Linked DNA regions of Mus musculus: all the other regions are linked to region 4. Evidence: chromatin contacts called from public Hi-C and promoter capture Hi-C data. All regions are on one chromosome and are shown on one strand. The core of a region is the stretch at or near the end of the contact, and the rest is flanking DNA. Distances in the headings are between cores, read along the strand shown.

The links. Promoter capture Hi-C pulls out the DNA fragments that hold promoters and counts their contacts. Hi-C and Micro-C count contacts between places; a contact is called where the count stands out from the background.
Region 1: a promoter capture Hi-C map of pre-B cells shows a contact between it and region 4. The contact joins the promoter of Nfxl1 here to the promoter of Tmem33 in region 4. A contact is called at or near these places in 3 of 39 promoter capture datasets (cranial neural crest, liver and pre-B cells) and 2 of 484 Hi-C or Micro-C datasets (liver and pre-B cells).
Region 2: a Hi-C map of CD8 T cells shows a contact between it and region 4, with 6 times the contacts expected there. The contact joins the promoter of Fip1l1 here to the promoter of Tmem33 in region 4. A contact is called at or near these places in 2 of 39 promoter capture datasets (liver and pre-B cells) and 2 of 484 Hi-C or Micro-C datasets (CD4 T cells and CD8 T cells).
Region 3: a contact with region 4 is called in a Hi-C map of CD8 T cells, with 8 times the contacts expected there. The contact joins the promoter of Ppat here to the promoter of Tmem33 in region 4. A contact is called at or near these places in 1 of 39 promoter capture datasets (pre-B cells) and 1 of 484 Hi-C or Micro-C datasets (CD8 T cells).

Annotation. Positions count from the first base shown.
Region 1 is chr5:72,555,147-72,561,907 of GRCm38.p6, forward strand. It overlaps Nfxl1 (nuclear transcription factor, X-box binding-like 1), which reads right to left and starts at 4,499. Exons shown (of 23, transcript NM_133921.3): 1 at 4,443-4,499; 2 at 3,868-4,122; 3 at 1,026-1,199. The coding sequence starts at 4,120.
Region 2 is chr5:74,532,924-74,539,893 of GRCm38.p6, forward strand. It overlaps Fip1l1 (FIP1 like 1 (S. cerevisiae)), which reads left to right and starts at 2,568. Exons shown (of 18, transcript NM_001159573.2): 1 at 2,568-2,838; 2 at 3,878-3,922; 3 at 4,019-4,058. The coding sequence starts at 2,757.
Region 3 is chr5:76,946,515-76,953,160 of GRCm38.p6, forward strand. It overlaps Ppat (phosphoribosyl pyrophosphate amidotransferase), which reads right to left and starts at 5,064. Exons shown (of 11, transcript NM_172146.2): 1 at 4,443-5,064. The coding sequence starts at 4,570. Paics (phosphoribosylaminoimidazole carboxylase, phosphoribosylaminoribosylaminoimidazole, succinocarboxamide synthetase) reads left to right here and starts at 4,788. Exons shown (of 9, transcript NM_025939.3): 1 at 4,788-5,321. The coding sequence starts at 5,306. It overlaps LOC115486295 (a long non-coding RNA gene), which reads right to left and starts at 4,436. Exons shown (of 2, transcript XR_003955939.1): 1 at 1-4,436.
Region 4 is chr5:67,256,336-67,263,794 of GRCm38.p6, forward strand. Tmem33 (transmembrane protein 33) reads left to right here and starts at 4,230. Exons shown (of 8, transcript NM_028975.4): 1 at 4,230-4,471; 2 at 4,629-4,698; 3 at 7,395-7,459. The coding sequence starts at 4,654.

The sequences.
Region 1 (6,761 bases), core at 3,249-5,748, 5.3 Mb after region 4:
GTGAACGTGTCAAACACTCATCAGACACAAGCAATGCCGAAGTCCAAGTCTTAATTTGGCTTGTGAGATGTCCTTTTAACCATTGTCCTGATTTTCCCTCATCAACAGGTCCAAGAGCAGCCATCTCATCTTCTTAGTACCACCCTGCTTTTACACAGAAAACACAACAAGCCCAATAAAAGTCCAAAAGCCGAGCAAATCACTGTTAAGCCAACTGTGTCACTTACTGTGTAATTTTAGGAGAATCTTCTCTCCTATGAAGAGCCATTTCCTAGAAATTTTCTGAGCTTTTTTTTTTCTTACTAGCTCTAACAAGATTTTAAAGAACTAAATGGGACTATAAGCATGCGTAACTAACGTAAGACTGTATAAACAGCATGAAATATATCTATAAAAGTACTGAGAAATGTTAATGTTTCTAATGACATGAGTATAAAATTTAGAAACTGTAAGAATATAGATGCTGATCTTTGAAACCATTTATTTTAATTACTTGATACTAATAAGTATACATACCAGTATCTCGATGGCCCTCTCTCACGTTAACTAAAAAGAGGGGGCATACTTTAAACACAACCCAAACAAATAAAACAGATAATGAATATACATGTCAGGCCTTTAAAGATTTAATTTTTTAAAAACAGTATGAAAATCAAAATTAAGATATGACACTACAGTAATAAAGTCAAGAAATGAAATGGACTTTAAGGCACTTTTAATGTGATAAAAAGGAGAAGAAAATGAAGACTACCTTGAAGGGGTCCCTGAAGCCCTGTGCCCATCAGAATCACAGCCAGTAGCCACCTACCCTACCTATTTCTCTGGGAGTTAGGGTTGTAAAAGACACTTGCCATATAATCTATTTTATACAAAGATTAGGATTAACAACATGTAATTTAAATACCAAAATGTCCTCAGCTTTACAAGATGACCACACTAAAAATGATCCTATAGTACTTTAAATTATAAACAATATCAGAAATATCCTACTTATAGTGCAAATGTCCAAATCAGTAAGATAATACCTGTGTGAGTAGTGTATGTTGTGAATGTATTAGCAACAATTTTCCCCTGTTTTCCTTCCAAGTCTTCATCCCCTTCTTCTTCAGAGGAAGAGCTGCAGTGCTCCTCCAACAGCTTTCTGGCTGCAGCTTGATTGGACTTCTTGATCTCCTCAAATTTCTTCTGAGACATTAGTTCTGCTTGACAAACAAAAAGAGTTTCATTTCTGCAAATCCGTGTCCTCGCAAACCATGCTGTAGAATGACACCTCTTTTTTTTTTTTTTCCGGATCAGTAAGATTCCAGTTTATTTGACTACTATATCAATTTTAAGCACACATTTGAAAGTCACCCTTAGAACATCATATCTTCTTACAAATTGTGAGGGGGGAAAAAAATCTAATTCCTTACTACAGAACCAAAGAAAACAACACAATAAACACTAACTTTAGAAGTAGCCTACCCAAAAGAATCAAGTGCTATAGATGCAAAGACTAACAAACTAATGACATGTTCTAAAATACAGTCATGGTACTCAACACTTCACGAACAGCCTCTAAATAAAAACACCAATAAAAAAATTAATGGGAATGAGATGTTAAACAAGCCAGGCATGGGCACATGCCTCTAACCCCAGCAATCTGTAGGCAGAGGAAGGTAGATCTCTTAGGGCAACATGGTCTACACAGAGAGTTCCAGGACAGCTAAAGCTACATAATAAACTCAAAAAAAAAAAAAAAAAATTATACAAACCAGGTATGGCAACAACACACATATTTTTTTCCTAGCACTTAAGAGACATAAGTAGGTGAATCTCTGAGTTCAAGGCCAGCCAGGGTTAGCTATGTAGTAAGATAGTCTTACAATGTCTCAAAAATAAATAAATAATAAAAATCATTAAAATACATTATACAGTCTGACTTAGGAGATGGGGACTATACTCAGTGGAAGCACGCCAGGGTGACAGGAGGTAGTGCTTCTTCAAACCAGTCTCAGGAACCCAGTCCAGCCCCCAAAACCTTTACAATGATAATATCCACGGTTTCTCTACTGCGTTTATTAGCTGCTTCGTAGGAGGCTCAAAGCTTTCCAGCCTTCAAAGTGAAATTGATATTTTTGTGGTCACACAAGATGTTAATACAAAAAAACATGCTTCTAACAATTTCACTCCCCCCTCCAAAAAAAGTAAAGTGGGATTGAATTGTTCTACTATTATCCAGAAAAGAGATGCTAAATAACACTTGTTCCCAAGGAGACTTCCAGCTTCTGAGAGTAAGAATCCTGGCGCTTGTATGTACTCCAGCTAACAAGTGCAGTAGACAGCAATGGTGTTTTAGGAAAAGACTCACAAGCTTGCTCAATTGTATGCACTGGTGCTCGTGTTTAGAGAATTTTAAAGTTTACTATTCTAAATCACTAACTAAAACATACTTCATTCGTCAGACACCACCAAAATGAATCTCATTTTAGTTGATGTATCTGTACTTAAGGATATTGTACCCTTTCTTTCCCTCAGGAAATGTTTTCCTTTTCTTATTGCAGCTAATTTGAGTGGTGACTATCAACCAAAACAGACTGTTTTGGGTAAAAACGGAAGATAATGTATATGAGGCTTTCTTTAGAAATCTTTGAGAACACAGAAAAAGAAGAGCAGTAACTGCTGTGAGACATCTCAAAATTACAAGGAGGTCATTAATCTCTGGGAATGAGCCGGGGGGGGGGGGTTGTTAAAAAAAGCTGAATTGGGAAGAGATGACACTTGGTACATGTATGTACCTAGTACCATTTGGAAGAATGTCACCACACAAAGTGACCAGGTAATTGTCTTAACTTATTCCTTCCTCACAAATGTCAACTACTATATACTTTATACTATACACTATACACTATATACTATATACTATATACTATATACTATATACTATATACTATATACTATATACTATGTAGAGAATGCTTGCTTTCCTACTATCCACAAAACCCAAGCCAGCTTACCAACTTGTTCATAGGTCTCTAAATAGCACACTGCACCTCTATGATTAACTGACCAATTGCCAGCAAAATCAACGCAAACTAACTTTCAAGTTACCCTGGGAAACCCCACGCAGAGACTCAATTTTGCTCCTAGCAGGAAGGGAGAACTGATGCAATTCTACTATAATTTCAGAAATAAAAATTTTAAACCTCTTCTGAAAAAATACCTTCCAAACACAAAACACTTTCAGGGACCACTCTCTTTTATCTGGAGTGTTATGTATAAACACTCTCAACGTCGCCCTAAAAGATCTTGGACCAAGGCTATTGGCAAATCCATCGTGGCAACACCTGATACATCATGGAAAGACATGGAATTTCTGCACTGGGATCAGTTAAAAACAACAACCAAAACGCTTACAGGGTCCAAAAAGTCAGGTAGCCTGGGAAAGATGGCTATCAACAACTGGTCTTGAAAGTCGAGTTGATTAATGAAGAATGGAGTTCCCAATCTGTTCGTAAATGGAATTCTGAGACCTTAGCCTAGCTTGCTGTTACCATACACACAGATGCGAAAGCACAAGGTCCTATTTTACGACAGATGTTAAACATCTTAGATTATAAAAGAAAACAAACTCTGGCGATCCATTTACTGAGTTAACCAAATCAGCTGCACACAATTGAAGAAAGTGACTAACAAAGGCAATTATCAATTAAAATGAGGATGCAAGCGATGAGATGAAAATCTGCCTGAATGGAGACGGTTCCCTGAGACTAAACTCCGGGAGCTGTTAAAAAGTGAATGAGAGACTTGGAGGGCCCTGGCAGCCAGCGATAAGTAGGGAAGTGACTTGGGGAGTTTGGTGGGGCGGGAGACCCGAGCCATCCTCACCTGAGCCATCCTCACCCCGGGCCCCCGGGGGCTGCGGGGCTTCGCCTCCAGCTGAGCGCTGCCCGCGACCCGCAGGGGCCAGAGCTGCTGCTCCCCCGGGGCCGGGGCCCGAAGACACCGCGCCCCCAGACCCTTTGGCTCGCCCTCCTCCAGCGCCACCAAAAGGGACTCCATTTCCTGAGAGGGGCACTGCGGTGGCCCGTCCTCGGGCTCGGCCTCGGCCAGCGGCCACCTGGCGCCAGGGAGCGTCCATCCCTGCAGCGGAGAGATAAAGGAGAAGGAGCGTGAACGGGCGTCCGAGGATGGAGGCGGCTGCCGAGGGACCGCAGGGTCAGGCTGGGTGCGGACGGACCCCGCGACACGGAGACCCGGGTCTGAGGAGGTTGCGGCCCTGTGTCTCCCGAGGGCGAGTCCCGCCAAGCCCAGGCTCGAGCGACGGGCGAGGAGGGAAAAGACGGAGGGCAGAAAAGAAGCACGGAGCCACGAGGAGCCCACCCGGGACAGGAAAAACCCAGCCACGGGAAATTCTCCTCAGCCTCAGGAGAAGTGCGGTAGGCACAGAAACGCGAACTGACCGTGCGGCCGCGGCCGCGGCCGGGAACCAACTGCTGAAGTGGACCGCACCGAAAAGCTACGTCTCCTTACCGACGGCGCCCACCGCCAGGGACTACAACTCCCAGAAGCCTCCGCCCGCGGACCGCAGAATGCGTGGCAGCGAGGCAGCTTTTTTTTTTTTTTTTTTTTTTCCCGGAAGAGACGAAGGAATGCTCAGTGCGCATGCGCGGTCGTTCGCGGCCTTTGGGGAACTACATTTCCCAGAGTGTTCCGAGGCTCATGAAAAGTAGACGCCTCCGTTGGTGGGCGTGCCGGGAGCATGCTGCTACTGGCGGCTGCTCCCAGGAAATACGCGAGGTTTCAGGATTCAGAGAGGGCAAAATTCACAAACAGTTGTTCTCGCCATAGTCTTGCTGCTTGCAGGTAGCAGGCAGGTCCTCGTCCAGGAAGTACTTAGAAAACAGAAGACGCCATGGGGAGCAGGATCAGAAGAGCCACGGGAGCATTGTAGGAAAAAATGGTTTGAGTGGAGAAAGCTTTCAGAACTCACAATGAAATCTAGCCCCTAGTATTAACCACCTTTTATACTTTAAAACAAGCTTTCCCTTAGAGACTGCTTCTTTTCCTTTCAAGGCTGCTCCCTCCAGTAGATTCATTAAGGAAAATAACTGAAAGCCAGCAGCTAATCTTTACGTATAGATTGCAGAAATTCATTTAGTGGTCTCTTGGAAAATGAGCTGAATTTTTGTTGATATTTGAAGTTATACAATCCTTAAATTACCCTTCAGCTTAGTTAATTTCCCAACATTTACCACAAATATATTTAGATGCCATTCAATGTGTCCAGGAGTGTACAAAATATTTACATATATATGTGTGTGTGTCTGTGTGTGTGTGTGTGTTTGCACATATACAAAGTTTTACACTTATAATTTATTGAGATGAGTTTTTTTAATATTATCTAGGCTGTTCTTGAACTCATGATTCTCTCACCACAGCCTTAGAAGTTGTTGGGGCTCCAGGCCTTCATCATCATGTCCATTGTGTCAATATTTTTTTTTATTCAAAATAACCTTATTTATCATTCCAATTTTACCACTGGGAAAACTAAAGCATAGAGAGGTAATTGTGCTGAAACTAAGCTTTAATTCTATCATGTTTTTAATTTCTTGTACATAGGTATTACATCATGGCCTATAATTCATCCAAAACCAGTAAATGTCGAGGGAATATTGAGGTGGCTGATGATAAGGAGACCCTCATAGAACCTTGGTGTGTAGCACAGATCTGCGTTAGCACATTGTCCAAATCTCCATACTAAACCTTCCTGAGAACACATTCCCTCCAGTCCTCCAAACATTAGTTATAAACTATTCTAATATTTATCGAGAGCTTCAAACAAGCATTCCTTCCTTTTCTTTTACATACCTGTTTAATAACATGTGGAGTCTCATCATTGAAACCAATTTTTAATAAATAAATGACACCAAAAAAATCTTTTTCAACACTCCAGCAGGGCCTGGGTTGCAACTAGGTAAAGTGACTCCTGGCCTCCTCTCTTAGACATATGATGATTGTGTAATTCTCTTTAATGTTCTGCATCTGCAATGTCCTGATAAGCCACGTGGAAACTAGTTACTCCTCGGCCTTTGTAATGAAACCTGTAAGTGGCTGGAGGTTTAAGTCAAGGGGTATGCCCTTGAAGGATTCTCTCTCTGTCTCTCTCTCTCCCTCCCTAACTCCCTCTCTTCCTCCCTCTTTCCCTCCCTCTCTCCCTTTCTCCCTCCCTCTCTTCCTCTCTCTTTCTCTCTCCTAGAGGTATGAGATTTGGCCCCCACCACACATGCCTAGAATGATATATCATTTAACCACAAATACAAATCAGTGAAGCCAGTCTTTTAAGATTGAAACCTCAGGAACCCATAGACCAAAGCACACTTTTCCTTTTTTTAAGGGAGTTTATCTCAGGAATGTGATATGGTTCATAGAAAGCTGGAAAACACATACGGCTATTCCAATTATATTGGAGTACTTTAAAAGGCAAAAACTTCACCTATTCAAATTTTTCCATGAATGTAATGAGAATTTATAATGATAACCACTTTGACATCAAACAATGTTATGAGCTCACTGCATGAACAAATACTATTACATCATAAGCCTTGACCATGCAGAACAACACAGGAGCATGTGTAAGTGGAGAGTACATTTTCAAGTTTTTCATGCTGCTATGTTTACTTTGAAATTTCAGATAGCAACATAAATAAAGGTTCTTTGATGTTTTTCAAAGGGCTATGGGTTTACAGAGTGAGAAATATAACTTTGAGCTTGTATTTGAC
Region 2 (6,970 bases), core at 1,318-3,817, 7.3 Mb after region 4:
TGGGTCTTATAATTGGGTCCCTGTACTATCTGCTTTATTGTGATTAACTTACTTCACCTAACATCATTCATCTAGTTGTGACACATGGCAATTGCTTTCATTTTAAAGTTTTATTCGTGTGTTTCTGTGTGTGAGAGAGTGTGTGTGTATACAGTTGGGTTTTGACCTCCCTAAAGCATATGCCACCATACCTGGTCTCTTGGCATGATTTGAGCAGTAATCTATTCATTGTCTAATTCTTATAGCTAAGCACTCCTTTTCATTACTTCTCAAAAGTATACTTCACAGCCGGGTGGTGGTAGGTGGTGGCGTACTCCTTTAATCCCAGCACTCGGGAGGCAGAGGCAGCAGATTTCTGAGTTCGAGGCCAACCTGGTCTACACAGTGAGTTCCAGGACAGCCAGGGCTACACAGAGAAACCCTGTTTCAAAAAAAAAAAGTATACTTCATATTAAATGATATCATTATTATTGACATTGTTCTGAGATGGAGTCTTACTCTGCTAGCCTGAGTCAAGCTCTAGCCCTGGCCTCCAGAGGACCTGGAAGGACAGGATGCACTGCCAGGCCTGGGTTAGCAGCAACATCACCATCATCATTGCTTAGAACAGCAATAAATAATGAGATGGCAAATAAGTATACTCAGGATAAATGTGATATTGTAGTGAGATGAGTTCATAATATAAGAAGCAAGAGACAGTCTATAAAATAGTCAAATTATTTAATGTCAAAGTTTCCCATGGCAAATGGAGAGATTAATCCTAACCAAGGAAGCATATCCATACAAGGATTCAGTTTAGGAGGAAAGAAGGAAGGAAGAGGCTTTGAAGGATGGTCATTAGAGCTTTATGAGCTTCTCTGCTTTGTAGAAATCATTTTCAAAGCTTAGCTCAAGTGCTACCTCCACCACGCAGGCCTCCTACCGCATTCACCACCATTCATTAATCAACTCGTTGTTGATGTCTAAACTCTTTGTCTAGACAATGATTTGAAAGACAAACTCTTTTCCAGACTGGAAAGAAAAGCAATTCACTCTGCAAAAGACAATCAACTCTCTCATGAAACCACCCAATTTTACTTTAGATGCACTTAACAGTGAGAATGGAGCTAACCACGGTGTGGTGGTGGTAACTGCCCACGGTACTCTCAAGCAGATAGTATCAAAGGCCAAAAGGATATGGTGCACCATACAACAGATGGAAGTGAAAGTTAAACAAGACGAAGGCAGATTTGGCCTAGTGAAGATTCTGGGGAAAGTGGCTATGTAGTCAATAAGACTTGTGGTCTAAAAGAGAGTTTAGCTCTGCTCTACTCCCCTCACCCCAACCCTGCTCACCCCATCTGCATACTCAGTTTATCTACATTTGCCTTTCACTCTACTCCAAATGCAGTTGGGTGCCTGGAACTTCTCTGTCTCTGGGCCTTTTGCATGTTCCTAATCTCCTTGTCAAGTAGCCCCCATGCAGAAACCCACAGAGCTTACAGCCCTTCTCCATTAAGGGATCTACTTATTTTAATTAATTAATTAATTACCACGTGATATTAGATTATACCTCCCTTTTAATCACTTGGCCGTGGGTCTTTTTACAGCTACTATTATTTTTAAATCCTTATCAACATGATGTGTCTATCATCTTCCATTAGAATAAAGGCTTCATGAAAGAAAGGATTTTTTTTTTAACCGCCAATCTATATAGTCTTGAAGAGTTCCTAGTACTTGGGTAGACTTTCATACATATTTGTTGAATTCAGGGAAGATTTTTACGAGGAAATTGTACACAGAAGTTGAAACAATTTAAGAATTTCCTACAGGGGAACAGGGCATAGCAAACAAGAGTTCAAAACTAAGAAGAATTAAAACCCTCGTGATCTACTCAGGTAACGAGGAATCAAGTGATACAGATAAAGTCTAACGCTCGACCCTCCTCATCAATCACTAATTAAGAAAATGCCCTGCAGGTTTGTCTACAGCCCGATCTTATGGAGGTATTTTCACAACCAAGGTTCCCTCCACTCAGATGACCAGTTTAAGTAACTTAAATAAAACTTTCCGGCCACAGAGTCTCCCTGTATAGCCCAGGCTATCCTGGAACTCACTATGTAGACCAGGGTGACTTGTCTCTGCCTACCAAGTGCCACTATGCCCAATACTAATAATTTTTTAAACAAAGAGAACGCATCCTTTATATATTAAATTTTTCTTTTGTTGGTTGTTAAAATTTCGACGAATTGACAATTGTGGTTCAGTCAAACCCGTGCGGGATGCTGGCCTTCAGGATTTTAAAATAGACTAGTGGAGGGAGAAAGGCAACAGGGACAGAAAAGAACAATGGTGTAGCAAAGGGAACTGGGGAGTGGGAGGAAGGTTGGGGGAAGGGAACTTCAAAGAAGACCAGAAGCCCCAGAGAAAGCCACTCTTGAGAAGCTAAGCTAGAATCCTTGGGGTGGGGCGGGGAGGGGGAGGAGCCAATCGCGCGGCGCTTGCGCAATGAGAGGCCCAGGTGCCCGCCGCCGCGGAAGCGTAACCACCTAGAGACGCCGCGCCGCTTGGGTGCCTGCGGCGCATGCGCAGACGGATCGGTCGCTGACTCTTCAGGGTCGCCGCCTCCACCGAGGTTGGCCCCAGATTTGAGTCTCGCGCTCTTCGTTCGCTTACCGGCGGCTTCCCTCCCATTCTCGCGCCCTGGGACGGCGAGGCTGGAAAAAGGGGTTGAGAGAGCTGTTGGCCGCCGCCTTTAACTTGTGCGTGGGGCGGCCATGTCGGCCGGCGAGGTGGAGCGCCTGGTGGAGCTGAGCGGCGGGACCGGAGGGGATGAGGAGGAAGAGTGGCTGTATGGCGGTACGGAACTTCCTGTCTGTCTCCCCGGTTCTCTCTGGCCTTCCTCCCAGCGTTTCAGGCCCAGGCGTCCGAGGCCTCTCGTATTGGCCCTAACCGGCCTTGGTTAGGCCGAGTGCGGCCTGCTCCCGGCCTTCGCCCGGACCCGCAGGCACTCACCGCGCGGTGGACGCGGGCCAAGGAGGCCGGGCAGCCCTGCGTCGCCCTCCTCCGCACCGCCCGGGCCTCCTCGCTTCTGCGCTCTCTATTCATGCTCTTTATCGATTCTGAGCCGCTTTGGTGTCTCTCTTGCTCAGTGGCTATGGGGTGCCCCTCCTCGTCCCTTTCTTTCAGAAACCGTCATTCTGTAATAGCAGCTAAATAAAGTCAGTGCAATGAAACTAACGTCTTGTTTCTTGATGGTCAGTTTGTATGGGATGCACCTGCAAGGGTACCTCCTTGTCTGAAAGTCGTGCTTTAAAAGTATTAATTAAAAGAAACAGATGAAATACACTGTGGTCCATAAAGAAAACCCTGAATTGTGGCCTGTATTAAGGTGAAGTGTTTTGTTTTTGTTTTTATTTTTTGTTTTTTGCTTTTTAAAGAGCCCTGTATAGTCCACGTCATAGTTGTATCTCGTGACTCTTCCCATAGGCTTGTATTCGGTGTTTTGTGTTTGTGTCCCCAAATTTAATGCGTCATGTACTTTGTTTTTGTAGGGGACATGTCTGATGTCTGAGTTTTAACTTTAAGTCGTAATCCCCCTTGGCTGTTATACCAGATTTGAAAGTATTTTGTTCTTTCCTAGAGCATACATTCTTGACATAAATTTCATAGATTATATAAAAGTGAACGTTAGCGTCTTAAGCAGCCTTTTAGTAATGAAACTCCGATAAACTTGTAAAATTGATTATTTCTTTAGTGGAAAGACAGCATCGGTACTACCCTTAAAATGTGAAATGTGTGGGGTTTCTCTTAGCATGATGTGTAAATCCCCTTGTATTTCTTTCCATAAGAGATGTGTCTTGCTTATGAAGTGATCTAACTTTGGCTATGCTTGTAGGCCCGTGGGACGTGCATGTGCACAGTGACTTGGCAAAGGATCTAGGTTAGTGCTTGTGATCTTCCCTTCAGATTTCTATACTACTTGTTGCTTAAGCTTGGTTTCTTTATTTACTTTATTTTATTTTATTTTATTTGGTAGATGAGAATGAAGTTGAAAGGCCAGAAGAAGAAAATGCCAGGTTGGTGAACTCTCTCCTGTTGATGTCTTACACAGATTGCGATTCTAGCAAGTTGTCTACTGTTTGATCATAATCCTTGGCGAAATTGCATTTTGACCAAAGTTGAAGGACTGTTTCTACTTGTGGACCAATCCTGTCCTGTTTTCTAGTAACGTATAGGACAATTTTTTGAGTTATTAGGTACTTGCCAACTTTTCACTGTAGAGTAACTTTCACCCTTAATTGAGCTTAGAGGTGTACACAACATAGTTGGGTTTTTGTTTTGTTTTGTTTTTCAAGACAACGTTCTCTGTGTAGTGTGCATAGCCCTGGCTGTTCTGGAACTCACCTTGTAGAGCGGGCTGGCAAGAAGATCCACCTGCCTCTGCCTCCCACGTGCTGAGATTAAAGGCAAGAGCAACTTTATCTGGCTGAGTGTAGTTGTTAAATTACTAAGAAAAAAAATAATTTACTGTAAGAATTAAAATAACTAAAAATTGTTGCTTTCATAGTTTGTTAGTGTTTTTATAGTGTCACTTACTTTTGGTATAATTTCTTATTTTTCTTTTCTTTTCTTTTCTCTTCTTTTCTTGGAAACAAGCTCTTACTGACAGGCCTGGAATTCCCTTTGTAGACTAGGCCAGCCTTGAACTCAAAGACATCTGTCTGACTGCCTCCTAGAGTGCTGAGATTAAAGACGCGCCACTATGCTTGGTTTGGCTGTAAACTAGTGCTTTATATTTTAAATTCATAATGGAACTAGTTTTTGAAAGGAAACTATGCTTGCTACTATACCATGAACAGAATGGATGCTATTTTTTTAATGTTGATTTTCTTTGTTATTATACAAAACAGTATTTTACAGAGTGTCCAAGGAACCAGACATTTACTCAGAATGTCACTACATCTAATGCATATAAGTACATGTCGTGTTAGCTTTAGTTTGATCTGGTGACTGTCTGAAATGATGAGGGGAGGAGTGATCTTGAACAGAGCAATTAAGGGCCAGAGAAATGGCCCAGTTGGGGACATTCATGCAGCATAAGATGTGGACATGAATGAATACATTCTAGGAGAGACTTAAGACAGTTAGTACTCACTGTCTACTCTATTGTTGAACTCTAGGTTCAGTGAGAGACTGGAAGAGGGATTTGGAAGATACCTGATGCCTTTGGCTTCCACATGGCTTCCACATGTATTCCCCCCTCTCCCCCCGCCCCAAACACACACATACACACGAAGCATTTAAAGAAGATTTAGGTTTTCAGAGTGGAGGAATTAATGCTTCAGTCCTAGCATGATAGCTCTAATCCAAAAGGCAAATAGCTCTAATGAAGACATGGAGAACCTGGGCTGTTTGTACACTGTTGCTGCTATTATAAAGTGATGTCTCCTTGGGAGCTTCCTCAGATGTTTAAACAGTTATAATGAATTAAGCAGTCCTACTCACTTTAAATTAGAGAAATAAAAACATACATGAACACAAGAATTTGAACATTAGTGTTCTTAGCATCAATCATAGCTGGTCCGTAAAATGGAAACGACCTACCTGTCCACCAAAACAAATTAATAGGTTCATTGCAATGTACCCTTATGGAAGTATTTCCTGGTGGAAGGAAGGAAACTGAGTATTGACTTGCTACAGTATGAGTGAACACGTGACATGTGACATCAGTACATAAAGTTTCCAGAATAAGCAAATCCATAGAGAAGAAAAGGCCAGTATTGTGGGATAGGAGAAAATGGGGATGCCGGGTGATGTATACTTACTTCTTTTGGGAGGCTATCTATGTACACAGTCTAGGATTTCACAACATGATTGTTACACTGTGTACAGAGTCTATCCCTTTAAGTATAGTGTTTAAATGGGTGGATGTGAATTATGTCTTAATGGAGCTTCTAAAATGAACACAGGTGATGGAAATCCATTACAAGTAACTTCCTTTGTATCAGAAGAAAAAGAGATTAAAACATAGGATACATGGAAGTAAGGGAGTGAAAGTAGAAATAGCCTCCAAAGAGCTGAAATTTTTATGAGCTAATCCTTAACTCTGAGTTTTTATTATTTAACTATAATTCTAAGTTCAGTTTGTAGTTTGTTGTTTTGTTTTTAGTTTTCTGTGTGTTTGTGTTTTGCCTGCATGTATGTCCATGCTCCGCGTCCATGCCTGTGGAGAATAGAAGAAGGCATTGGCTCCCCTGGACTGTAGTTTGGGACTGATGGTTGTGAGCTGCTGTGTGGGTGCTGGGACTCAAACCAAGGTTCTGGAAGGGCAGCAGGAGCTCTGACCCTCTCCTTCCTCAAGGTTCCCTTTCATGGTACCCTTTCTTGAGTTCTCTGGGACACAGAATGGTAGTTGATTGGAGTTAACCCATTCCTGCCTCCTCTGAGTATTGCTGCCTGTGTTTGTTGTTGATTTCATTTGGAGTTCTCTGTGTGTCTCATCCCCGTAGGAGGGCATCCATGTTTACATTTTTTACTTTTTTAGAAAAAGCTTATAATTTTATTGTTCTTGGATCTTAATGGTGATGAGGACCTAAAAGTTCTAACGTATTATGTCTAATAGATCGGAAGGAGTTCAGACAAAATTAGGATACAGCTTGGTACATACCATTGCATTACTCTGCCTAGGACCCTGCTGTTGAAATTGCCTGCCCATCGTCGTCGTGACTGGCTCATTGCCGAAGCCTCTGTCCTTAATTGCATTGCATTGCACTGATCTCAGTGCCACCATGCTTTACTTGTCCTGCTTAGCTGGGTAGCTGACTAGAGCATGCTCTTCTGTGCAATGGAGCGCAGCCTGCAGGCGGCGTGCACAACACGAGAGAGCAAGACTTGTTTCTTGATCTCCGCAAGTTTATTTAAGCAAAAATATAAATTAAGAATTACAGTAGTACATTTATCTTGAGTCCTGTGTTATGGCAGGAAAATT
Region 3 (6,646 bases), core at 3,814-6,313, 9.7 Mb after region 4:
TGCACCTAGGAAGAGCTCATGGAATTTCAGTCTTGTGCTGCAGGACAACAGAGGACATGGATTGTATATGCTAGAGGAATCCTGGAAGATTACAGAGCAGCAGAAAGCTACAGCTTAGTGGCGTTTACCATAAAGCACCCCGGGACAAAATCCTACCCATTTGATCATGTAGGAGAAAAGAAGGCCACACTGCCAGTCATTGAAAAGCACAGCACAATCACGGAGCAGCACATGGCACTTGATGATAATGGTAGCAGGCGCCTGCTAGTGGATTCTGTATTTGCTAGACTGTCCTTTTCATCATCATTTTAGTGTGTCACTATTTATAGAGGCTCCATGACGTGAAACAACTGTGCTGTGTTACCCTGGCAGCAGCCTCCTACATCAAATGTTTACCGAGTCTCTGGATTGAACCAAGATACCTTGTTGAGTGACTGACCTGCATAGCAACAAAATGGCCTAATGATGCATTTCTTGTAATACATATCCCTGTACTTAGGTGACCTGTAACAGCATTGGAGGGTAAAGGAAACTCAACTCAACCCCCAACTCTTGTAATTCAAGTAAGGTGAAAATCTTGTAGCACCATTTTTTTTAATTTATAAAATGTAGTCAGATGAGTTGACCCACCTTTAACCTCCAGTGAAGGTCATGCAAAGAGATTGCTACTGGCTTAGTACACAACAGTACTTACCTGTAGCCTAAAAGATATCAAAACAGATCCAGACGTTTACGAGGGCTGCCAAGACTAAGCTGGTGTTTTAGCGGCCTTGTTAACACCAACAGCCTTAATCTTGGCACCCCAAAAGTTCAACTTCCTATTGCACTGCGTTCCTCAACACTTCAGGAAGAGGCCTTGGATGCTTGCCTTGGAGGCTGTCTGGGTGCACCCCTCCCTACTGAGTGCTTTCCTGGTGGTGTTTCCTTACAGAAACAAGGTCTACACCTGTCAAGAAAACATCTCCTGAGACCACTGCAAACTGGTTTCCTCAAAGCTTAACAGAACTGGAAGGTTCTACAGGATGTTTCTTCCATCAGGACCCTCACCTCCACCAGGTCAGTTTCACACGTGTTGAGAAGTATAAAAATATGTAGCATTAGCCATTGGCTTTAATTTCTGTTTCTGAACGGGACCACTCACCGACAGAGGACATGCTCATTTCCTAATTAACAACAAATCTATCATCTTCTTTCCCTTACTGTAACAAAATACAAGAGAAGCTAGGCACTTTGTACTTTCTTTGGTTTTGGTTTTCTTTCTGTTTCTGAGACAGCGTTTCTCTGGCTGGCTGGCTGGCCTGGAACTTGCCCTGCAGACCAAATGGACCTCCATTCAAGACATTCACCTGCCTCTGCCTCCCGAGCGCTGGGATCAGTGGTGTGCATCATCACCATGCCCAGCCTAGGTACCTTTTCTCTTTTAAAAGGTTATTTTGGTCAGTCTGGGAGGCTGAAAATTCATGTTTGGGGGAAGTCCCTTCAGCCCAGCTTCTGGTGAGAACCTCAGTGTGTGTGGCCTCACCGTAAAGGTCAAGTGTAGTGGTGAGGGAGGGAGAGAGAGAGAGCATAGCTAGAATTCCAGGGTCAGGCTCACCCTTTTATAGCAGCTTGCTATCTGAGAGCTAACTTAGTGAGACCACTGTTAATCCACAATGCCCAACCGCTCAGCTTCCTATAAACTCCATCTCTGAAGATACCACTAGAGTATTGCCACACTGAGTAACACTGCCCCCATGCCCACCTTTGGAGAATAAGCCATATCCACACTACACAAAGAACCTTCAGGCGGCTGGTTCATGGGATGTGTCTAGTAATTCCTTTTTAAAGAGGAATTTTAAATAAATAGGTCCAAACTGCTCTGTGCTCCATAAGATGTGATGGTGATTTAAAGATCAAAGTGTGTGATTGGAGAAGCCTACTTTGTTCAGAACTCTGCAAATGACTAGACCCGATGTCTAAGCCCACACAGTATCTGGTGATTTTTATGACTCTTATATGAGTGCATCTTCATGTGAGATGTGAAAAATGGAGGCTTCTACAATAAGCCACACCTCTCTGCATTGGTTTCTCCAGGTTGGTGTCTATAATGCTACTATATACTCACCTATGATCACCTCTCTAGGTTTCAGGTTTTAATATTCCCATGTTTACATTCATCAGTGCAGTATACATTCATTAGTTCATTAGTTCTTGGGTGTTACTTGGTAGACAGTGTGTGCTTACTCCATGTGAGGCCCCTGTGCCACCCTGAGCACATCACCCCTCAAAATGTGTTCTTACCCTTCTTTGGCCCTGATCTACTGTTTTAGGGTAACAAGCACTTATTATATTCCCTAAGCATCATGGTATGGTGTTCTACTGGTTCCCCAGTTAAAACTAATTCTACTAAAGATAAAGAAGTCTCTCTAATTTAAAATGTTGCATTGCCCGGATTTATACTGAGATCTAAGCAAATCTTAATGGCATTCTTATGTTGCTAGGTAGCATGTTTGTTCCCAAGAAACTAGCTTATCACTGCTATTCAAAAGAAAAATACAATCCCAGCAGGGGTGGCACACGGCTTTAATCCTAGAGTTTGGGAGGCAGAGGCGGGTGGATTTCTGAGCACAAGGCCAGCCTGGTCTACAGAGTGAGTTCCAGGAAAGCTAGGGCTACACAGAGAAACCCTGTCTCAATAAACAAAAACAACAACAACAAAAAAAGAAACAAACAAACAAAAAGAGAAAAAGAAAAAAACAAAACAACCCACAGTCATATTTTCAACACTAGTCTCCTACCAAAGGCTTGCTTGGTTTAGTTAAGTTATCCTAATAAAGTCAATCTCTTTTGGTAGACTAGTCTTGCTATGTTTGCCAGGGCTGATATTATGAACTCTACTATAAAATACAATCCATTCACTAACACATCTTATCTTTATTGTCCTTACCTTATCTAATCTTATAGCTTTCTCATATAAAAGCAAGTATAGGGTTGGTCAGTGGTGGCGCACGCCTTTAATCCCAGCACTGGGGAGGCAGAGGCAGGCGGATTTCTGAGTTCAAGGCCAACTCAGTTCCAGGACAGCCAGTCACAGAGAAACTGTCTCAAAAAAACAAACAAAACAAAAAAAGTAAGTATAGGAAACATAATAACATAGTGACAAGTCACTAAGAATAAGTTGTAGTTTGTTTGTTTATCGAGACAGGGCCTCATTGTAGCTATGGCAGGCCTAGGATTTGCTATGTAGCCTCAAAAGCTCCAGATCAGTTTGCCTCTGCAGACCTCTCCAGTGCTTTGAGCTAGTCACTGCACCCAGCAAGTTGTAACTAATTTAAAAAACAAAACAAAACAACAAAAAACATAGTCCCCTACACCATATACATACACACATTCTCAAAACAATTTTTTTGGGGGGAGGGGGGTTCAAGACAGGGTTTCTCTGTATATATAGCCCGGGCTGTCCTGTAACTCACTCTTTAGACCTGGTTGGCCTCAGAACTCAGAAATCCACCTGCCCCTGCCTTCCAGTTGCTGGGATTAAAGGCATGCGCCACCACAGGGTGGCCCCAGATGCTTTTTTTTAAATAAATGTATGCGGAGTATGTAGAATGTCAAATAAGACTCTGCAAAAGGACAACTTCTAGGCTAAGTCTGGTAAGAATAATCATTAGTGATGCATGTAGCACCCACATTGATAAAAAGGGTTACTGCCCAGCTCTGGTCTAGACATTGTTGCTACTGTATTGTAAAACTCCGTGATAGAATAGTTTTTGAAGAGAGACAAAACCCTAGTTTGTATTATTTCCATAATACTGTCAGTGAAGTCAAGAAACAAATTATGGAGGCAAAGGTCTTTTTTTCTTTGTTTGCCCCAAAGGCATCTCCCAATTTCTCATAGCTATAACTACTTTTAAACTCACGATCTCCAAACCTCTAACTGCTTTCAGGCTGACAAATCTGCTCAGTAGCTCTGCCCTTGCAAACAAAGCTCTTGCAAGCAGGAGGCCCCGTGCAAAACAACAACAAATAGAAAAACCTTCAAGTGTTGCAGGACCTTCAGCACCACCACCCTACAGAAGCTTATCTCTAGAACAGTTCTAGTTTCAAGGAGATCTGAACGGTCCCTTCCCAACCTGGCTAGTGAAAGCAAACTCCAGAGTAACTAACCCGCGACGAGAGATGCACATTCTTGGGAGCTAACCTGTAAAGAGCACTCGGGAGCAACGCGACAGCCTAAGTTAAAGTCTATGCAGGCAAAGTGTACCCCACCCCCACTTGGTCAATATCCTGAGTAGGTACTTGACTTGATTCTCGAGATTCACCCTCCTAGCCCTGATCCCCCCTTCCCAGTCATGATCCACCCTCATTGTCTTGCGTTCCCCGTAGCACAGAGCTGGGAAGCGGCTCGTGGAACTGTGCAAATACTTGCCATTCCACCCCCACCCCTCCATCCTGTTGCTCACCGGTGCTGTAGCCCCACGAGTCCCAGAGTGATCACATGCGGCACATCTAGCTGCGTGGGCCAGTCTCCAGAAGCGATGCACCCAAACACACCACATTCCTCGCGGATCCCCAACTCCTCCAGCTCCATGGCGCCTCGGAAAGCACGTGGAGGGACCTGCTGCCGCGGCGTGGTCCAAGCACCAACCAGCTGTCCGCTCCGCTATCGAACGCCTCAAGAGGCTCGCGCTACTGACTGCCTCCTTCCCGGGCGGGCTAGGTTCTCGCTACTGCGGCGGCGCGCTTCATAGAAGGGGCGTGACCAGTTCTGCCTCCCGCTCTCCGCCAATCAGCTAGGGCAAAGAGAGGGGCGGGGCTACGGAGTCAAAGAGGTGGGGAGGAGGCCGAGGTCAGGATCGCTACTTTCTCTGCACGTGGGAGGCTCCGTTATTTTCCCGCGCCCAAGGAGTAGGTGATGAGAGTGGCGCAGCTGATCGCGTGGGTCCCTCAGAAAACCTGAGCCGTTCGTGCCCCCTGGTCTCACGCCGTCCCCCGGCCGTCAGGACTTGGTCCGCTCCAACCCAGAAACCTCTCCGGCCAGCGGGGGCCTTGCAGCATGCGCGCCACTTTTTGGCTGCCTGCGGGGAGGGGCCGCCCGGAAGCGGGGTCGCGTCAGCGCGCCTGCGCGGCGGGAAGCCTGGGGACACGACTCCAGCCCCAAGCACAGCCAGCCCGGTACTTCGGGTTCGCCGGTGGGCTGTGGGGCTAGGGCGTGTCCTTGATATTGCACCTCCCTTTCCCGCCCTCTGATCCTGTGGTCGCCCTTGTTTTCCAGAACACTGCCCTTTTTTCCCGCGCGGTCTGCTCCTCTAGTTCACCTCGGATAATGGCGACAGCCGTAGGTGAGTAACTTGCTTTCGGACCCTAGGGTCCCCCAGCCCTCCGTCAGAGAGCTAGCAGGCTTGACGCATACACGTGCGGCCCCGAGGTCGGATGCAGGCCTTCCGACAAAGTGCCTGATCGGGTTCCCCAAGACGGCGCCTGGGGCCCGGAGCCTGCACACATGGTCCAGGCGCTGGAAGACGTGCGTTAAACTCTTAAGCACCCAGAGCCTATTTAAATAGCCAAAAGAAGGCCCCGGGACGGGAAGGAAAGTAGCAGAGTGGGAAAGTACTCTGAAGGTGAAATGGCCAGAAACTAACCAAGTGCCTAGAAACCTTGTAATAAGCAGATAAACAACCAAGAAAATCTATCAGGGTTTTTGTTTATTCTGGTAAAGTTAATATGCCAATAATCTCCTTTACTGCAAGTTTCGTAGTTTAAAGTGTTTGAAAACAGGTCCAAAATTTTTTGATCAGATGCTTCTTTGCAATCCCTGGAATTTGGGATTGTGGGCGTGGGCTAGTAACACCCTTAGGATATGGGTGTGGAGAGTGCAAAGTTACTTTATCCACTAACAAAACACTGTCTTGGAACAACACAAGTTTCTAGATTAATAAGGAAGCAGATCCTGTGGGCACTCCAACATTCTTTCCCACCTATGAAAACCACCCTGAAGTTTATAGGTAGTACAGCTCCATAAAATTGGGAATTAGGGCCAGACTTTTTCTGAGACAATCCACAGCGCCAGTACTTCTAAACTAGTAAAAATCTTAGAATCTAACCTCTTCCCCACATCTGATGTGGCCCTGTGCTGACAAGGGTCCGAAGAAGGTGTTCATATCTATAGTTTAATTTTGAATGGCTGTAAACTACCCTATAGATTCTGGGAACTGGACCTGGGTGCACTGTAAAACATCGGAGTGTTCTTAATTGCTGAGCAATCTCTCTGGCTTCTATTTTACTTTGTTGGTTTTGTATCCGTGGTTGTGTGCACTTGAGTACAGATGCACAGAAGCCAGGGCCTGTCTTGAAGCAGGAGTACACATGAGCCACCCAGTGTAACTGCTGTGAACTGAATTTGGATCAAGTATTGACTAAAACTCGTGTCTCCCATATTAAATCAGTATCTTGTGTCTGTTGCTCTTTAGTATTTAGCAGCCCAATGGTTCTTGGGTTAAATCTACATAGCTAATGAGTTAGTAATGAACTAGATAGAAGGCAACAGTGGGTCAGGCTGAGTATAGAGATTTTCAAGAGGACACAAACATTAAGGAAGTTAGAGTTCCAGAAAGGAAATTTACAGCTCAAAACTGGAGTTAGACCATGAGGGGCTTTTTAAACTTTG
Region 4 (7,459 bases), core at 2,980-5,479:
AGAGAAACTCTGTCTCGAAAAACCAAGAAAAAAAAAGTCTAATTTTTGCCTCCTCTGGCATCCATGGTGTCTTTATAGGGACACTCTGAGATAATTCCATTAATTCCTCTTTGGTGGATGAATGTCCCAAACTTTGTTGACTATGTTTTAGGACAAGTGGCTGGCTTAGGAATTTTGTAGAAGTAAATTTGATGTCGTGAGAATGAAGTGAGATGATCATATAAAAACACAGAGCAAGGGCAAGTTGAGTGAGCTGGTCTTGCTGAGCTGGTGGAGCATGGGCTAATGTGTGGGAGAAACCAGTTTGACAATGAAATCAGCTTAGGGGGAGGCTGAGAGGAGACTAGGTCTCTTTGATGTTATTTGAACTCTTGAATGTACTTGTGACTAAAGAAGGGGTCATCTGTCTCTGCTGTGTCTCACAGTTGCTTTGTCATTGAGCCTTTGATTTCTCCTATGTTGGTTTGGATTTAATTTCTGTTATTGGACCTTTGTTGCAGTCATTTTCCTACTTCTGCATGGTGGGGGGCATACTCCAAGGTGCTCAGGGGAGGTCTAGCACTGCAATTATTAGTAGTACCTGATCCTACATATGTTGTATTTGTTACCCTGCACATACGTAACTGTAATCGAGTTTAACTTATATAGCAAGCATAGTTAGAAACACTGAGACTAAAATAGAGGAAAATCACAAGAGTATACTTCATCAGTTATATGTGTGTGTGTGTGTTCTCTCAAAATACACTACTGTGCTGCTGTACCTGTGTCTCCACTGCCATGAGGACAATACGGAGCTAGGTGTGGTGGCCCATGCCTGTAGTCCTGGCACTTGGCAAGCAAAGGCAGGTGGGTCTTTGTGAGTTCCAGGCTAGCCCAGTGCTACAGAATGAGAGCTTGGAGAGAGGTGGTGTGTGTGTGTGTGTGTGTGTGTGTGTGTGTGTGTGTGCGTGTGCGTGTGCGTGTGTGTGTGTGTGTGTGTGTGAGAGAGAGAGAGACAGAGAGACAGAGAGACAGAGAGAGACACAGAGAGAGAGAGACACACAGAGAGAGAGAGAGACACACAGAGATTGAGAGAGAGTGTGCCTATGCCAGGAGATGTGACAGACGGTGGTATCAGGCTGCTTGCTACTCACCTGACACTATGACAGGAAGATGTTCTTTGTTTTAAAGTGAGATGACACAAAGCTTGGTCACATCACTCAAAACTGAGTACAAGCTAACTAAAAATTCCCCTGGAGGTTTTCTTCTCCTTTTTAAAAACAAAACCCCACATAGCCCAGGCTGGCCTTAAACTCCCCGTGTAGCTGAGGATGACCTTATTAAACTCCTCATCCTGCTTCCTCATCTCTCAAGAACGGGGATGACAGATGTCCACCAGATTTTTCTGGAGTTTCCACTTTAGTTTTTTCTACATGGTTGGCTGCAGATTGGCGTGCAGCTTCACTGAGTGAAACCTCACATGAGGGGGACACTGCTGTATGGGTAATCCAAGCCCATGCGGTGTATTTAAAAAGATGTCTTGGGCCGTCAAGATGGCTCATCGGTAAAGGCACTTGCTGCCGAGCCTGATTACTGCTATTAGAGGGTTAGAGGTTACTTGGGGCTTCATCATGGCCACGAATACATTTTAATAAGAAGAGGCTTATTATCTAGGTACTGGTGCTCAAACCAGCATCAGGGTTGCGCCTGAGAGCACTCCCAAGATGCAGCACCTAGCCATGTCTGCCCAGGGTTTATTTATAAAGGCAAACCCACTTGATTATGTGTATTTTGACTAAGTGTAGGCAGGGTCTTATATTAACATGCATGTCTTGCTTTTGTCTTGATCATCTTTTCTAGACAGAGTTTGATTACAAAAGCAAAAATACCAGTTAGTCACATGACCTGTTATCTTGCCAGAACAGAATATTTTAGGAGCTCAGTCAATTTAAGAATAGTCTTCAACATCTGGGAAAAGGAGGAAATGGGCTGACAGGGTACAGCCTGTACACCCTGAGAAAGCTGTATGTGTGTGTGTGTGTGTGTGTTGTAATTACATTTTATTTATAGGTTAGGGCAGGCATGACATGGCATAGGTATGGAGGTCAGAGGACAACTTTCAGGAGTTGGTGATCTCCTACTGTGTGAATTCTGGGTTCATACTCACATAGGGTGATGGTTAATATTACACTTAAGGTTTTAATTACTATGCTTACGGTGCGTACAAGTTGTCCTCTGACCTCTACACACATGCTATTGCCTGCCTGCCCTAACCCATAAATAAAATGTGCTCAGAGTAATTTTCGAAGCTGGAAAGCAGTGAGGGAAGAGAAAGAGAGAACTATCAGGCGGAAGATGCAAACATTCTCTCGGCAGAATCTTTGCTTTCGTGCCTTTGCAGAGCAGCTTCAGCTTCCACTGTGGACTCAGTCTATTTTCTACTGTCCCCAAATGGCCTGGAACTGAGTTAACCGAAACTGAAATGACATCTGCTCGTACGGTTTCATCTGAAGCTTGAGGATGGACTTAGAAACAGACTCCATTTGCCTTCCAGATTTCTATATTTTAGAAGAGATAGGAACACAAGGAGAAAATCTAGCTATTATGGAGAGTGGGAAGACTGAAGGTCTAACTTTAGTATAAATCAGATGCATTGTTATCTACTTACGTATAGTTACTTATAGTCAGAAAATTCGGGAATACAGAAGAGGCAGAAGGAAATCAAATTCTGCTACTAAGAGTAAAAAGATCACTGATCTAGTCAGCAACACTAAGTCTTAGAATGAAACTCATCTTGCTGATAAAATGATTTAGAATTTCCAGGCATCTAGAACTGTGAGGAAAAAGAAGTTGCGTTGTTTAAACTACTCAGTCTGTTGTATTTGACACCCCAGGTAAACCAAGATACACATGTGTGCATGTACACACACACACACATACACACACACACAAACACACACACTACCCATACATGGTGGGAGAGCCAGATTAAACAAATAATCAAAAAGAAATATTAGACAATGATAAATATTCTAAAATAGGGGACAAATTATACTCCAGCAATGCAGAGAAGATAATGTGTTAGCTGAGCTTGGGTGATAGGGAATCTAGACTGGAGATTGTGGGGACCTGAATGTGGACATTGGCCTTAGAAGAAAAGTTTACAACATTCTACCGAGCATCCTTTGACTCCTAGACAGCAGCTGACTGGCGCCTAGGCTGCCATGAATCATAAAGGCAATTGTACTTCTGAGAGAGTAGGAGCTTAGAGATACTCGGTTCCTAAGTTGGAGTATAGATCTGTAGTCAGCTTCCTGTCCTCCACCTCTCTCTTCTGTTCTTCTTTTTCATTTTTCTCTATGCCTCTTCTCCGGGTCTCTGCAGACGACACCCCCACCCCTGCATACCTTTTATCTAGCCAGACATGAAATTATGGAAGCCACATTCAAGTCTTCTTTCCTGTTCTTTTCTCCCACACCATCACACAATTCAGGATTTCATTGCTCTCCCTAGTTGTGTGCAATGGCCTCCCTATGATCTTTCTAATATAGATGATGTCACACTTCTGCTTAAAGTTGTAGCTTGGCTCCCTAGATTGCAGAGTTAAGTTCAGAAGTTTTGGCATACATGCAGGCAGAACACTGTATACATAATAAGTCTTTAAAAATATTTTTAATTAAAATATAACTTCATCATTTCTCCCCTTTCCTTCCAACCCCTCCCGTGCCCTCATGTAATGTTTTTCTTGCCACACACCCTGCCTCTCAGCAGTTCAAATCTTTCACCCCCCCCCAGACCCATTCATTCAGTTCACACCGAACTGTCCTGATTCATTCTGTTACTTTACCTGCTCTGTTCTCTTATTTGGAACCTCCTTCCCTTTTCATATACAATTTTTCCTTTCCCTTCAAGATTTATGGCCAGAATTACTTTTCCAGAAACCCCTGATTAACTCAGCTTGTGGTCGTTTTTGCTCTATTGTCTCTGAGAAGGTCAGTGTTATGTTCTTTTTTTTTTTTTTTCCTCCAAGCGTCTGTCACATAGCCGGTTTCACTAGTGCTTGAAATAAGAAAACTAAATCACAGGGTTTGGTGAATCGCTATCTGGAGAGATCATAGATATTTCTGAAGCTTCTGTATATGGAAGTAGAGAGATTTTTGAGGTTCGGAAGCCAGCGAGGAAAATCGCCTGAGTGCCGGTTAAGACGAAAGTTGCCTCGGTGGTTTTACTTAACATTTCCGTGCCAATTGGCTCGTAGGGAAGGTGGAACCAAAACAAGGAGAAAAACTGCATTTCCCGTCATGCCTCCGGAAACCACGCCCGGTGACTCTCAACGTCCCGCCTGACTCACGTGGAAACGAAAGGATCACTTCCGGTTTTGCAACCCCGGGAACCGGCGGCGTCGATCGGCCCTTTAAGGCCTTTCTCCGAAGCTCCGCCTTCGCTTGGGTCTTTCTAGAAAGGCAGCTTCGGTCTGGACCGAGCGGGGCAGGTATTACCGGGCCGCCATAGGGGGACTTCTGCGGCTGTGTGCTGCACGCGTCCGGGAGGGCCCGTTCCTCCGGGGGTTTGGGGTTCCTGCCGGCTCTGAAAGCAGGTCGGAGGGTCGTCGCCCCGCACTGACGTTTTGCTCTTCTTTGCTGTTGCAGCGTCCCGGGCTCCCGAGTGTCTCCCATGGCGGATACGACCCCGAACGGCCCCCAAGGGGCGGGCGCTGTGGTAAGTGAGCGGCCTGGTCGCCCGGCTCCATCAGCCGGAGTTGGCGAGGAGCAGGAAGTGTTTGAGAGGGCTAGAGGGTTCTAGAAGCCGCTGCCTGCCGGACTGGGGTTAGGGAGGAGCCGAGTGGCGGCCAGAGGAGCTCCAAGTTTGTTTCAAAGGCGACAACAGGCAGTTCTGGAGCAGGCGGCTGTCACCTGTCAGCTAGGGATGTTGGCCTCCTTGCCCCTTCCCACACCGCGGTCTCCGATCGTCTTCGGCCCCCAAGGTGGAAAATACCATCTATTCAACCCACATGCCTCGTGGTGCGCGTCGTAGTATTGCCCTTTGTACCTACTTCAAGCCTTTTAAGAAATTTTGCAAAGGGGAGAGAGTGGTGTGTTTCTTTGATTAGTCGTTTACAAAGAGGAGGACTGCCCGTTTGTAAACTTTATAATTAAAAATGTTGATCTACAGGTCGACTCGAGGTAGTTTTTGTGTTTTTGCCCTTAAATTGAAGTTTTGATTTTTTTTTTTTTAAAAAGCTTTTTACAACACCCCTGTACTGTGTACACGCACTTAACTTTGCTGACCCATTTGGAGATTTTTGATAACCCAAAAATACTTAAGTATTATTTTCCACTTCATTACATTTGGGGAATTGAACATGGATGCATTTTAATCTACTTTGTAGTTCACGTGCAGATTTCCTTAACTGTCCATTGTCCCTTCCCCTCTTTGGGAAGCAGCCATTGTGTTTATTTGTTCTGCCTCTTTACTCCCAGTCAGTCCATGGAAATCCCTCTATTATCTCTGGGCTTTGAAGACACACCTAGTTTCAAAAGTCTAGACCTGTTTTACAGAAGGCTCTAGAAACTGAAATTACATTTTGATTATGCCCTTCTCAGGACACAAGAACCATTTTATGTTGATTCTTTGGGGAATTAGGTATGATCCTGAATCAACTGATTTGCCATTGTAAAAATAGATTTCACCCTTTGTAAGTAAGAAGTTGTCTGGCCTAATACTTTGAAACTGTGAATAATTTGTCCTCAAGTCTTCAGTCCCATGATCCATTAAAATATTTTGTTGTGGAACTATATATACCAGGCCGTTCACTCTACTTAAACCAGCCTCTTCAGCTCCTTGATTGTGTAATGGAGTGTACGTACGTGCAGAAGACCCAGAGGAAGGGCTGGGTAGATGGGCTCGTGTTTATAAGTGAGTGCTTCTTTTGCAGAAGACCCTAGTTCAGTTCCTAGCACCCACAGCGGGGGGTGGGGGAGGACTTACAATCACCTGTAACTCCAGCTCCAGTGGGATCCCCTGGACTCCTTGGTTACTGTATGCACCACACATACTCACAGTTAAAAATAATAAAATCAAATCTTTAGAATAGATGTCTAAAATGGACACTTCAGTGACTTGCTAAAGAATGAAAACCCTACACAAATACTTATTTCATTAGGGAGTATCATGTGTGGAGGTCGGAGGACAACGTATTCTTATAAGTTCTCTACATCTACGGTGGTCTCAGGGTTCACACCTCGGTCATCAGCCTTGGGAGCATGTGCCTTTACTGCTGGGCCGTCTTGATGGCCCAACAAATGGATTGTAAAGAGAAGGCTCTGAACAAACTGACATGGTAATCTAGATTTCATCCTTGCATTTGACTGCTGCTGTTGCCAGTCAGCTAAATTTAGTAGCATCGCAGAATTATAGATAGAATAAACTAGCAGTATATTTTATTCTTGAAATTGCTAGCATGTAACTAAAAGGCATGTAATAAAATACACTTGAATTTTAAATATACTTGCATTTTTTCCTAAAAATGTTTACATGCACAAAAACAGTGACATTGCTTAAAACTAGTATTTAAAAACCTCAGATAGATGCATGAATATGTTTCAAAATCAGCTTATTGGAAGCACCAGCTAGAAACAATGCCACCACATTTAATGAGAATGTGTATTGTGAGACTCCTTTCAGTTCACATACCCACATATGTGACGTCTTGGTATTAGAATTATTTCTGAGCATTAGAGTTAAGATACAAAAGCCCCTTTAGAAATTGGTATGAGGCGCTTGTTCGCACTAAAGCAGGTGTAAGTTCTTGCTTTCATGATAAGCTTACTCTAGGGCCACTGATACCAGGGTAAACTTGCATGGGACCTGAGAAGCAGATAGCAGTTCATATTTGATAGGCTTATTTCCAGTGACTTGGGGGTGCTAGGCACCTCTGCATATACATAGACAAATAATCGTCTATAGACGAATGAGTTCTATGCCAACTGTTGCAACGATTTTACACTTCTCTTTTTAACGGATTATTTAATCCAGACCTAATATCTGATGCTTTATTCAGTTCTGAGTCCTGACTATGTGGGTTTGAGATTTTTCTAAGAATAGACATTATAATTCTCTTGAGAGCCATTAGTCATTATTTAAAGTTGTTTTAAAGTAGATGGAGCCATTATTATAAATGTTGAAATAGCACAGAAAGTTTTACTGTCTCGATTTTTTTCTGAAAGTGTTTCTCATGCTTTCCATAGCATATGTGTGAGCAAGTGGTTAAGTAACGTGAGTTTCCACTTACTGATCTGCAAAAGCAAATATTACAAGATGGTGTTACAATATTCTTCATAGGATTATAGTGCATAATTTGTCCTTAACATAGTTTTTGGGCTTAGGGTACCATAATTTTTTTTTTTTTAATCTAGCAATTCATGATGACCAATAAATTGGACACAGCAATGTGGCTTTCTCGCCTGTTCACAGTTTATTG